Linked DNA regions of Mus musculus: all the other regions are linked to region 1. Evidence: chromatin contacts called from public Hi-C and promoter capture Hi-C data. All regions are on one chromosome and are shown on one strand. The core of a region is the stretch at or near the end of the contact, and the rest is flanking DNA. Distances in the headings are between cores, read along the strand shown. Region 1 holds the start of Eps15l1 (epidermal growth factor receptor pathway substrate 15-like 1). Region 2 holds the start of 4930522P08Rik (RIKEN cDNA 4930522P08 gene). Region 3 holds the start of Ankle1 (ankyrin repeat and LEM domain containing 1).

Region 1 (3,978 bases), core at 386-2,885:
CACACAGAAGTGCTACAGGATGCACGGCACTTGTGCTGGAGAAGAAGGGACAGGAGGCTCCCTGGCCTTGCTGACTTTCCAGGCTGGCCTAATTGAGGAACTACAGGCCAGTGAGAACCTGTCAAGAGAGAGGTGAACACCCACAGCTGGTCCTCTGTCATCCCACTTGGAAGCCTGGAGCACGAGGATGCAGAGAGTCCAGGAATTGGAAGCCAGCCTGGGTGACATAGCAAGGCTCTAACTCAATACACACCTATCCTCAATACACTCCCTACTATCTGTCTAGTCCTTAACCATTTTCAGAAGACAATCACAGGTGCTGTAAGAGCATGTTAATTAATATCTACTGGTCTCCACATGTTAATATAGTGTCAAGGCTGCTGGTGGCTGGTCCTTCCAGGACTTAACCACCCTGTATTGCCCTCTCCTTCAGACCAGGTGACCTGGGTGCATCAGCCTGCCAAGCAGTTCTTACCAGCTTTGGCATTCATACTTGCTCTTGTCTTAGTCCCAAACACCCGAATTTATTGACGGGTAACAAAAGAGCTTCCAATGTGTTAGGCAAAATGTGCTTTCCACAGTTTTCTGCTAATGCATTTTACATCTCTATTTTCCAAATGAGGTAATTGATATGCTGAGGTTAAGAAGCCTGCTTCAAGGACACTCTTCCAGAGTTGGAGCCGAGATCTGAATATAAAATGCTTCCTCCTGGTAACCATGACCCTGCGAAAGACGATTCTAGCAAAGTGCATATAATATGCTGTGTGGAACAAACGGGTAATTTGGCAAATTAGCAGGACAGGAATACTTTCTAATTCTTATGGATGTCACCTGGAACTAGAGACTTTGTCAGTGAGAGACTGCTGAGCTCCCAAGCACCTGATCCCAAGCACGTTAGAAAGTGGCTGAAGAATGAATGAATGTTTTCCGCTAGAAGCACAATGGCCTTCTCACTGCTATTCTGTACGTCCCTGTAGCATTTGATACGTTCAAGAAAACCATCCAGCGACCCTGAGGACGAAGACTGGTGCATACCGTTGGGGGCGTAGGATCCGCGCTTTTCGCACCGCACAGAGCAGCGGAAGCGGATCTCGGGGGAAGGAGGGCTGGGCGGCCAGAGGCGAAGCGGGCGTGTCCCGGTTCCCCTTGCGACTCCAGTATGGGACACCACCCGCCCCGACGCCCGACCCCGCGGGAGACAAAGACTGGCGGCGGGCCCACCGCTCTCGCTCGCCTCCGCGGGGACGAAGCGCGACGCGGCTCGAACAACAGCGCCCACCCCCCAAACCCCCCCCCGTCCCTTAACCTGGCCAGGCCCCAGACGGAGCAGACATACGCAGCGGCCGCGCCCCATCACCTCTTCGCAGCCGCTCGGGGGTCGCCCGGCGCAAGAGTATGCGGGCCGCTCCGGCCTGTCACCTTCAGAACCGCCCGGCCCCCGCCACTCAGCCTCTGAGCCTTCAGCGCGCGCCTCCGCGGTCCCCTGGAGCCGCGCTTCCGCGACGACTTATCTTTCTCGCGGCAACCACCGTCCGCACCGCCCCACGGCGCACCCCAGCACCATACCTGCTGCGAGAGGGGTACAAGCGGCGCCGCCATCTTCGTGCGGACTCGGCCTCCGGAGCGCCGAAGGAACGGGGGCGGGGCCGTGCCTGCGCACTAGTACGAAGGAGGGATGCGATGCGCGCGCAGCACAGCCAGCGCAAGGACAGGCCACAGGACCAGAGTACACGTGCGCAGAAGGGAATCCAAGTCCTCCCGTGAGAAGTTTTGCAGTAAGAGGGCGGAGCCTCGATCACAGTGGAGAGGGCGGGGCAGTTCTGGCTGGAGGCGGAGCCTTTATGGGGAAGGCTCTGTCGCATAGCCTTACCAGAGTTGGCCGTACCGGGTGATTTAGAGAGCCTAGCCTAAAGCACAGCGTGACTAGAAGGTTCGGAGCCTCGTAAGTTTAGTGGGCCGAGAGTGGGCGGGCTAGTCGGTCTGTGGGGGTGGGGAGGGCCTCGTGTGCATCTCCTGATTGGAGTGGGCAAACCGAGCCCCTGGCTTTGGAGGCTCCTGTGAGGCAGGGAACCCAAGGGATAGGTAGGGCTCCCTTCCAGACCGCTGCACTCCAGCTCCCTGCACTTTCCAGTCTGGGTCTGTGAATCGGAGCTTGGCTAAACCCAGGCACCGTCTTAACTTCTCCACTCTAGTAGCCTCTACTAATGCCTAGGGTTTGCTGAACTTTTCCCGGGGAAATGGAGACAGTGGCACACAACAAAGTACCATGGTGCTCAAGTCTAACTTGGGCCATATGCAGTGTTAGTACCACTCAGTATGCTTGTTAAACAGATTTGGGTTCTGATTGCTTGCAGATGTGGGTGTAGCCTGACATCTGGTGTTTTTTGTTGTTTTTTTATGTGTATATGCCTGCTGTGCTCGTGCCAATGCCTGCCCAAGAGAGAAGAGTTTATTAGATGCCATTGAGCTGGAGTTAAAAGCACTTATGAGCCCCCAACCCCCGATATGAGTGGGAACAGAACTAGGGTCCTCTGGAAAAGCAACAAGCACCCTTAACCAACTAACTATATCTTCAGCTACTCTGGTATTTCTTTTTTTTTTTTTTTTTAAAGATTCATTTATTTATTATATGTAAGTACACTGTAGCTATCTTCAGACAATCCAGAAGAGGGAGTCAGATCTTGTTAAGGATGGTTGTGAGCCACCATGTGGTTGCTGGGATTTGAACTCCGAACCTTCAGAAGAGCAGTCGGGTGCTCTTACCCACTGAGCCATCTCACCAGCCCCTACTCTGGTATTTCTTTGTCTTTTTTTTTTTTTTTAAGTTACATTTTAACTTACATCTTAAAAGATTTGTGTGTTGGATGGCCCCTTCCACCATGAGTCACAGAGATAGGACTCAGGTTGTTAGCCTTGGCCGCAAGCATCTTTACCCACTGAGCTATCTTGCTGCCCCTTAGGACATCCTCATTCAAACCACTACACAGGTGCTGGGAAACATGGTACACATATACCGCCACACTCAGTCCCACTGTGTTTGATTTCTTGAGGTAGTTGTGACTGATCCTGATTGCCAGCTGCACAGGATCTAGAATCATATAGGAGACAAAGCTCTGGGTTACAACTGTGAATTTCTAGACTAAGCTGAGGAAGGAAGACCCCCCCACACACACACACACACTTGTTCCATGTGCTGGAGGCCAGGACAATGGATGCTGTGTGACCAGCTGCCTCACCATACACATAACACAAATCTTTGTTTTAAAAGCTCTGTGTATGTGTGTTTGTGTACATAAGTGCAGACACCTGCAGAGGCCAGAAGAGGGCATCAGTGGTTGTCCAGTGCCTGATGTAGGTATTGAGAATTGAACGGAGATCCTCTGAGAAAGCAGCAAGTGCCCTTAATCACAGACTCATCTCTCTAGCCCATAAAAATTTTAAAAACTTTTCCAGCTAGGTGTGGTAACACATGCCTTTAATCTCAGCCCTCAAGGAGGCAGAGTCAGATCTCATGTGTTTGTAGGCAACCTGGTCTACATAAGGAGCTATAAGCTAGCCAGAACTACATGGTGAAACATTATCTTAAAAAAAGGGGAGGGGGGTGGATTAAGGAAATATAGCCATGTATCATGGCACATACCTGTCATCCTAGCACTTGGTGTCTTTTCTGTTGCTATAAGACACCACAGCCAAGGCAATGTATAAGAGAGTTTATCGGGGTGAGGGTGGAGGGAGTTTACAGTTCCAGAGACTTAGAGTCAATGACCATGATGGCAGGATGCATGGTAACCAGCAGGAAAAGCATGTTCCTAAAGCAGTAGCTGAGCACTTATATCTAATCCAGAGAGACACTGGGCCTGGTGTGGGCTTTTGAAACCTCAAAGCCCACCGCCAGTGACACACTTCCTCCAACAAGGCCACATACCCACTAATCCTTTCAAATAGTGCCACTCCCTAACATTTAAATATATGAACCTA
Region 2 (3,978 bases), core at 418-2,917, 1.9 Mb before region 1:
CCACACAGAGAACAGGCAAGCAGATGTGACAGCACACACCTTTAATCTGAGCACATGGGAAGCAACAGAATAGTCAGTGCTACACAGAGATGCACAGAACGTGTGTGTGAATATGACAGGGACTTGGAACATGGGATTAAGTAGATGACAGCATGGCTCCGATGGGTTTGAGGCTAACATGAGCTACCACGAGTTCCAAACAGCCTGGGTCTAAGTTGACACTTAGCCTCAAAGCAAACAACAAAAACAAAACCAAAGTAAAGGTTTGGTAAGTAGGGGCAGCCAGGTGAGTCTGGTGAGCTGGGCTCAATCCCTTCAGCCCACACAAGGCTAGAAAAGTGGTCTTCTGCCCTTTGCCTCAGAGCCATCACAAATAAATACCCACAGTAAATACGTAAGTCAACCATGCCAACGACCGCAATAGCAGTCGGACGCCAGCCCCCACCTACAATACCAGACAAGCAAAACAGCCCTTACCTTTCTGGATGTTGTAGTCGGACAGGGTGCGGCCATCCTCCAGCTGTTTGCCCGCGAATATCAGCCTCTGCTGGTCAGGTGGGATGCCTGTGCACGAGAGAAACCAGGTTGGCCACAACTCCTTCCTGCAGAAGCTGGTTAGACCCCATTCACTCAAGAGACGAGCAGACCAAGATCCTTAAGCGCTCCCACCCGTAGGAGAACGCCCTGAACAGCACAGCCCACCTTCCTTGTCTTGGATCTTGGCCTTGACATTCTCGATGGTGTCACTGGGCTCGACCTCAAGAGTGATGGTCTTGCCCGTCAGGGTCTTCACGAAGATCTGCATGTTGGCGTCTGCTACACATCAGAAGGAGACGCATGAGTAAAAGACAGAGGTCCGTCGGCTTCTACTAACCACCTAAGACTGCTTATTTCTTAGTTACCTTTACTACCAAAAAGCCAAATCCTGCTGCGGACTACGGCTCAGCAGTCCCACTCTGCCAGTCACCACCACCCGGTGGGTCGGGAAATCCTACCCAACAGCTTGCCACCCCAGCAAGAGTGCCTTCCAACTGAAGGATCGGACAGCAAAGGTTTCTTCTCAATAGGGCCGGCTGGACTCAACTATGCCCTGCTTCTCAGGTGCTGAGGTGAGAGCAGTTCACCGCCACGCACAGTTTAGCCTTTTTTTTTTTTTAAGACGAAGTTTAACCCAGGCAAACTTTCCAGCCTTGGGGGCCACAACCACCCCCCCCCAAGCACAGGCTGGCCCTGAACTCCCTCTGCAGCCAACACTGGACCCAAACGCGCATTGTATCTCAGGCTAGGCCCAGAACTCGCCCTGGAGCTCAGGTCAGTGCCCTTGGTCTTCCGCCCGCAGCGCCCGGGCTGCACTGCCGCGTGCCCGCCGCGCGCCCAGGTCCTGGCGGCCGAGTCCCACCGAACATGCACGACGCCGAAGCGGCGCCCGCGAACCCCTACAGTCGCCTCGCCGACCCCCGCCGCGTCCCCGCCCAGGCCCAGCCGCCAACAGCCCAGCCGCGACGCGGACGGCACCAACCCGCTCGGCCGCCTCGTTGAAGAGAAAGAGGACAGCGGAACCGGAAACCCCCTAGTCTCCTCTGAGAGCGCCTGCGCACTGAGCACGCTGCGCGTTTACGTCACAATCCGCGCCGCATGTCGTCCCGCCCCGGGCTTCGCCGGGCGCCATGTTGGGTCCTGGCGAGAATAGTCGTTCTGTCTGGAGCCGCTTCCGGGTGGAGCTTAACACATGAGTGATAGCAGCTCCTGCGGGAGCCTTCTCCGCTGCCTTCGCGGCGGGGACAGGTTTTTGTGTAATTGAGGCGTTGTGCTGTCACCGCAACAGGCGGACCGCGGTGAGTACTAGGCTAGCCCGCGCTACCTACCAGTCGGCTGGGGTTCAGAGTAAGCCGCTTTCTCCAAAGCCAATGAGAAGACTCAGCGGGTAAAGGCACGTTACCATCACCATCACGGTGGAGGGAGAGGACCGACCCGAGTTGTTCGCCAGCTTTAACCGGCGCGCACAGGCAATAGAAATGAATCCTAGGCCGAGCATGGTGGCGCACGCCTTTAATCCCAGCACTCGGGAGGCAGAGGCAGGCGGATTTCTGAGTTCGAGGCCAGCCTGGTCTACACAGTGAGTGCCAGGACAGCCAGGGCTACACAGAGAAACCCTGTCTCGAAAAACCAAAAAACAAAACAAAACAGAGTAAGCCGCTTTCTCCAAAGCCAATGAGAAGACTCAGCGGGTAAAGGCACGTTACCATCATGGTGGAGGGAGAGGACCGACCCGAGTTGTTCGCCAGCTTTAACCGGCGCGCACAGGCAATAGAAATGAATCCTAGGCCGGGCGTGGTGGCGCACGTCTTTAATCCCAGCACTTGGGAGGCAGAGGCAGGTGAATTTCTGAGATCGAGGCCAGCCTGGTCTACAGAGTGAGTTCCAGGACAGCCAGGGCTACACAGAGAAACCCTGTCTCGAAAAACAAAAAAAAAACAAACAAACAAAAAAAAAGAAATGAATCCTAGCAGTTGGGGGACAGAGGCCCCGGATTTCTGGAAGTTCAAGGCCACTGTGGTCCACAAAGTGGAGCATCCGCAGTGAGCTCCTGTTTCAGACAAGCAGTACAATCACGAGACCTTGCAGAGCTAACTTTCCTATGAGCTTGGCTGTGTGGCTCTTCGTTTCTTAACTATTTCCCAGTGCACCAGGCAAAAAGCAGATGTGGAGGTAACTGGGAAAATGACTTTTTTTTTTTTAATTGAAAGTAGGCTCTTTTTCCCCATATAGTATAGACTTATCAGGATTTCCTTCAAGACGACGCCCCAGATTCTCCCCAGGTCCCTACCCACTCAAAGCCACACATTTTTTCTTTTTTAATTAGAAAAGAAACAGGCAAATAAAACAAAACCAGAATAGGATGAGAAACACAGGCATAAGCTCACACATTTGTAAAACAAAGTTGGAAACCATAACATGCAACCAAAAGGTCCAAACAGCATGAGGCAAACACCTCCAAAACTACTGTTGAGTTCATTTTGTGGCCTGCCCTTAAAGTGTGCTTGGTATATCCAGTAAGACTCTGTTGGAGAAGATAATTTTCCATTTGTGAATGGCTGTCAATTGGAGATAGCTTCTGAATTAGGGTTGAGTTGTCTTCCCCTCTTAGCACTGTGGCCCTTTTCTGGCTTAGACCCCCACGGGTCCTGTGCATGCCACCAGTCTTGAGTTCATACCTGTTAGCCATGCTGGGTTTAGAGGTCCTGTTATTTGGTGTTCTCTATCCCTACTCCAAGGTTTCACCCTGCACACTGTCCAGTTGTGGGTCTGTCTTTATTCCCATCTACTTCTCTAATGCTGGCCGAGCAAGGCCCTGGTCTGCTTCCCCACCTATTACCAGGTAGAAAATACCTCCAAGAAGACACTTTTAATGACTCAGAAAGTACATACATGTTTATCGTGGTGGTTTTGTTTGTTTGTTTTTTTCAAGACAGGGTTTCTCTGTGTAGTCCTGGCACTCAGTTTGTAGACCAAGCTGGCCAGAAATCCGCCTGCCTCTGCCTCCCGAGTGCTGGGATTAAAGGCGTGCTCCACCACCGCCTGGCATGTGCCTGGCATGTTTATCGTGTTTTAGGTGTACCACATGAATGCTGTGCTCATAGAGACCAGAAGAGTGTGCTGATATGGAAATGCAGTTACTGATGACTGTGGATACTGAGAATTGAACCACTTCCTCTTCCAAAAGCAGCCTCTTAACCTCTGAGCCATCTCAGCAACCCTAAAAATATTTATTTTTTATGTGTATGAATGTGTTGCCTTTTTGTGTTGGTGTACCATTAAAATGACTGGTGCCATGAAGTCCAGTAGAGTCCCATTTGTCCTGGGACTGGAGTTGTAATCTTCCATGTGGGCACTACAGTTTCCTTTTTTTTTTTTTTTTTTTTTTTTTTGATTTTTCGAGACAGGGTTTCTCTGTATATAGCCCTGGATGTCCTGGAA
Region 3 (3,978 bases), core at 960-3,459, 1.0 Mb before region 1:
AGAGTCCTCCTGTGGGGAGCTGCCCTTGGCCTCCCTTCTGGCTCTGGCTTGAAGCAGGGTCTCTGGTTGTACCCCAGCTGCCCTGGTTGGTCTCTGGCTTCAGGATCCTTCCATCCTGCATTGGGAGTGCCTCTGGCTTAAATGTGCCCTGCTGCATTGAGCTTTCTGAGGTAGTTTTGTGTCCACTGAGCTGCCTCCAAGCCACACACTGCGCTTATAGAATGCTGGGAACTGTTGCTGACTGCAATAGTTTGTGGCCACTCTAGATGTCACTTCCTCTGGGAAGGCCTCCAGGGACAGGGAGGGCCTGTAAGGACTAATGATCATCCTGAACAGCCCGCAGTGCCTCCCACACTGATGATCACCCTAACCAGTCCGCACTGCCTCCACAGGACATGTTTGCCTTCATGGGTAGCCTGGACACCAAGGGCGCCAGCTACAAGTATGAGGTAGCACTTGCTGGTCCTGCCCTGGAGCTGCACAATTGCATGGCCAAGTTGCTGGCCCACCCGCTGCAAAGACCCTGCCAGACCCACGCGAGCTACAGCCTGCTGGAGGAGGACGAGGAGGCTGGAGAAGAGGAAGCCACTGTGTGAACTATGACATGTGACATCTCCGCACCCTCCTATGAGGAGAGCGCAGGCACACTATTATTGGCCCATGCTCAATCCCACTCTGTCCACTGTAAATTCATTCTTCCTGGGACTATTTTTGTCACCGGAATAAAAATCTGAGGTCCCTGAGCCCACCCTTGGTGTCACTTTGGGCTCACTGAGACCTGTTATTAATGTCACAGAAAACAGGCACTAAACAAAGCAGTGGTGTATGGCTTCAGGCTCAGCTGTATCCGAGTAACCCACAGGCTGGTGTTCACTGCGCTTTCCAAACTCCTCTTCATCCTACAGAACCCACTCCAGATGTTCTTTTATCCAGAAAGTCCTCCAGAAACAGGGAAGATCTATTGAAAGTGGAACTGGTATGGCTGTCATATTTGGGACCTCCTAGATACACAAAAGTCCCAGCTCCAAGTGGGAAGTGGGTTCTGATGACACCTGTCACCCCCAATCTCAGTATCCTGATCTGATTGAACTTGTGTAGCCATGTGGTCTCGCCATGAGCAATCACTGCCTAGGGTTTGGAACCCTGATGTCCTAGGCAAGGATGGGGACATAGGGTGTGCGCCCTAGAAGAGGAAGGGAAACCCAGGAACCCCCCAGCCCCAGGTCAGACCAGAGGTTCAACCTGTCCACCTTCTCCATTTATAGAAAACAAAATGGCAGTGGGTGGGAGTTGGGCTCACCTTGATACAGGCGGCTGAGACATGAGGAGGCCAGTTCTAGGTTAGCAGGGCCCGCATTGGGAAGCACTGGATCAAACGGTGCATAAAAAATAGGCCAGGAGCCTATGATGACTCAGCCATTTAGAGCACAAGCTGTTCTTGCGGAACACCCGGGTTCAGCTCCCACACGGGGTCTCACAAGTCCACTTTCCGGGGATTCGATGCCCCATTTCTGGTCATGCAAGCAAAACACCCACACACTTTAGTTAATTTAAAAAGTAGGTCAGCTTGATTTTCTGGCCTTTGCATTTATTGGGCACTTAGTGTTGAGCCCTGTACTCCCATTTGCAAATAAGGAAAATGAAGCTCTTTATATTTTTTAATTAATTAATGTGTATGTGCACACGTGCGTGTGCTTGTGCAGGCTCCCGGCCCAGGCACACGTGTCGAAGTCCGCCTGTTCCTTCTTTCCAATGTGTGGGTTCTGGGTATCGAACCCAGGTCACTAGACTTGGCAGCAAGCATCTTGACCAGCTGTGCCGTCTCGCTGGTCCTCTCAAAGCTCTACTCCACAGAGCTACAGCCAACTCAGCTGTGCCATGCTGTTCCTCGGGAGTCTGATCCCAGCACTCGGTTGGCTGAGACAGGAGAATGACTGTAAGTTTTTGAATACCTTGAGGTCCGTCAGGGGTATCCAGGAGTTTGTTTTGTTAAAGACAAAGAGAGGCCCCGCTCTTTATCCCCAGCTCCCCTGGAATTTGCTGTAATTCTCCTGGCATCCCAGATGTACGCACCAAACCCTGGAGTCCCTCTGGCTTGCTCCGGACGTAGGGTGCAGCTAGTCAATCCCGATCGGCGTGGGGCGGGGCCAGAAGCAGAGGTGGGCGTGGCTGCGCGTGCGTAGACAGTTGCCGCGCGAATTTGAACTGCAGAGGGCGGTGACTCCTATGGGACATGGCCGATACTGCATGCTTGGCTCTGAGGCTGCTAGCAGCACTACGCGAGGAGGAGGCGCGGTGAGGGCGGCCGGGTCCGGGTGCTACCCGACCTTCTGCTCCCCGGGTGGTCAGGAGGTCTGAGGTCTACTGTGCTCGTCCTCCTGCAGGGCTGTGGAGGAGCTGCTGCGCCTCGGAGCGGACCCCAACCTGGTGTTGGACGATGGCGCTGCGGCGGTGCACCTGGCAGCCAGAGCGAGCCACCCGCGCGCCCTGCATTGCCTTCGGATGCTGCTGCGCTGGGGAGCGGATCCCAATGCTCGGTGAGGCGCGGCCCGGGTCCCTGGGTGCGGTAGGCGTGACTTGGGACAGCGGCACTGGACGTCAGGCTCCGGGTCCGAGGCGTCAGTCAGGTCTAAGATGGAAATGTCTGCTTCCAAGGTCGGGTACAAGGTGTCCCATAACTGTCATCTGGCACTCTGGGAGACTGAGGCAAGAGGATGACCGTGAATTAGAGTCTCACATGGTAGTGGGCACCGGTCATCCCAGCACGGGGAACTGAGGCAGGAGGAGCAGGAGTTCATGGCTAGCCTGGGCTATGCGAGACTGCCTAGGAAAGGAACCAACGCCGCACACCTCTCCTCTGTCTTTGGGGATCCCAGGTCCGCGGAGGGGCTGACGCCTGTGCATGTGGCTGCCGCGTGGGGCTGTTGTGGTGCTCTGGAGTTGCTGCTGAGCCGAGGAGGTGACCCCACACTGCGGGACCAGGTCAGTACCCCGCGCAGGCACACATGGGTGGCAGGAGGGTGGGTTAAGGACGCCCCCTGCTGACGGTGACTGCACAGGATGGGCTCAGGCCCTTGGACTGGGCACTACAGCAGCGACACCACAACTGCGCACGAGTGCTGCAGGAGCTGGACACGCCCACCCAGCCTGATGAGACCCGAGAACCCACAGGTGAGAGGAACTGAGGGGGTGTACCGGGCTACCACACTGCCCGGCCCAGTTCTGTTTGTACATCTATCGTGTCAATCACTATCCATGGTCTATCTTATCGGTCACATAACTATCATGCCAATTACCTACCTGTCAGTCATCTCGCACCTATATCATTTATCATGTCTATATCATACCTGTTTATATCTGTGTTATATCTGATTACTTATTTATCCATACATTTATACATCTATATGCAGAGACGTTTCATGTAGCCCAGGGTAGCTTTGAAACTGAAACATGCCAAGGACCTGCCTTAGCAGAGTCTTCTGGAGTTTCTCAAGATTCGGAGTTGCACGTGCATAGAGCTGAGCTGGAGGTGGAGGCTGTAGAGGTGGCTGTGCATCCCCAGAGCTCTGAGGCCACCGAGAACTCAGACTACAGCAGCGATGCTTCGTTTGTCACTGCAGTGGAGGACTCTCTGCAGCCCGGGCGCCCTGGGGGGGCATTGGAGCTAGTGGCTGGCTTGTGGGTAACCCGTGGGGCTGTGTCAGCTGGGAAGGGAGCACCCAACTGCCAGCCGCAGGTCCTGACATTGACTGCAAGGGACACGGACAAACCCGTACTGCCTGGTGATGGGGATCTGGGGGCTTTGCACCCCCACAGTTCGGTGCCCCCCATGTCGGATCTGCAGCTCCTCCAGGCCCTGCGGGCGCTGGGCTATAGCCCTGGACCCGTCACACCTTTCACCAGAGGACACTATCTACGGCGGCTGCAGGAAGCCCAGGCTAGCCGTGGTGAGTCCTTAGGTGGTGGTATTCAGAGTCT

The links. Hi-C and Micro-C count contacts between places; a contact is called where the count stands out from the background. Capture Hi-C pulls out chosen DNA fragments and counts their contacts.
Region 2: a Hi-C map of B cells shows a contact between it and region 1, with 5 read pairs. The contact joins the promoter of 4930522P08Rik here to the promoter of Eps15l1 in region 1. A contact is called at or near these places in 1 of 484 Hi-C or Micro-C datasets (B cells) and 2 of 9 other capture datasets (liver and pancreatic islet).
Region 3: a contact with region 1 is called in a promoter capture Hi-C map of liver, with 3 times the contacts expected there. The contact joins the promoter of Ankle1 here to the promoter of Eps15l1 in region 1. A contact is called at or near these places in 2 of 9 other capture datasets (adipose tissue and liver).

Annotation. Positions count from the first base shown.
Region 1 is chr8:72,419,839-72,423,816 of GRCm38.p6, forward strand. It overlaps Eps15l1 (epidermal growth factor receptor pathway substrate 15-like 1), which reads right to left and starts at 1,636. Exons shown (of 24, transcript NM_007944.3): 1 at 1,567-1,636. The coding sequence starts at 1,599. It overlaps Gm46043 (a long non-coding RNA gene), which reads left to right. Exons shown (of 3, transcript XR_001778581.2): 1 at 1-1,942.
Region 2 is chr8:70,508,819-70,512,796 of GRCm38.p6, forward strand. 4930522P08Rik (RIKEN cDNA 4930522P08 gene) reads left to right here and starts at 1,668. Exons shown (of 2, transcript NR_151735.1): 1 at 1,668-1,835; 2 at 3,614-3,782. It overlaps Uba52 (ubiquitin A-52 residue ribosomal protein fusion product 1), which reads right to left and starts at 1,599. Exons shown (of 4, transcript NM_019883.4): 1 at 1,520-1,599; 2 at 703-816; 3 at 478-564. The coding sequence starts at 805.
Region 3 is chr8:71,403,803-71,407,780 of GRCm38.p6, forward strand. Ankle1 (ankyrin repeat and LEM domain containing 1) reads left to right here and starts at 2,210. Exons shown (of 9, transcript NM_172756.3): 1 at 2,210-2,295; 2 at 2,385-2,537; 3 at 2,877-2,982; 4 at 3,060-3,171; 5 at 3,411-3,947. The coding sequence starts at 2,234. It overlaps Babam1 (BRISC and BRCA1 A complex member 1), which reads left to right. Exons shown (of 9, transcript NM_026636.2): 9 at 393-970. The coding sequence ends at 596. It overlaps Gm39193 (a long non-coding RNA gene), which reads right to left and starts at 2,209. Exons shown (of 2, transcript XR_870504.2): 1 at 2,074-2,209; 2 at 1,546-1,917.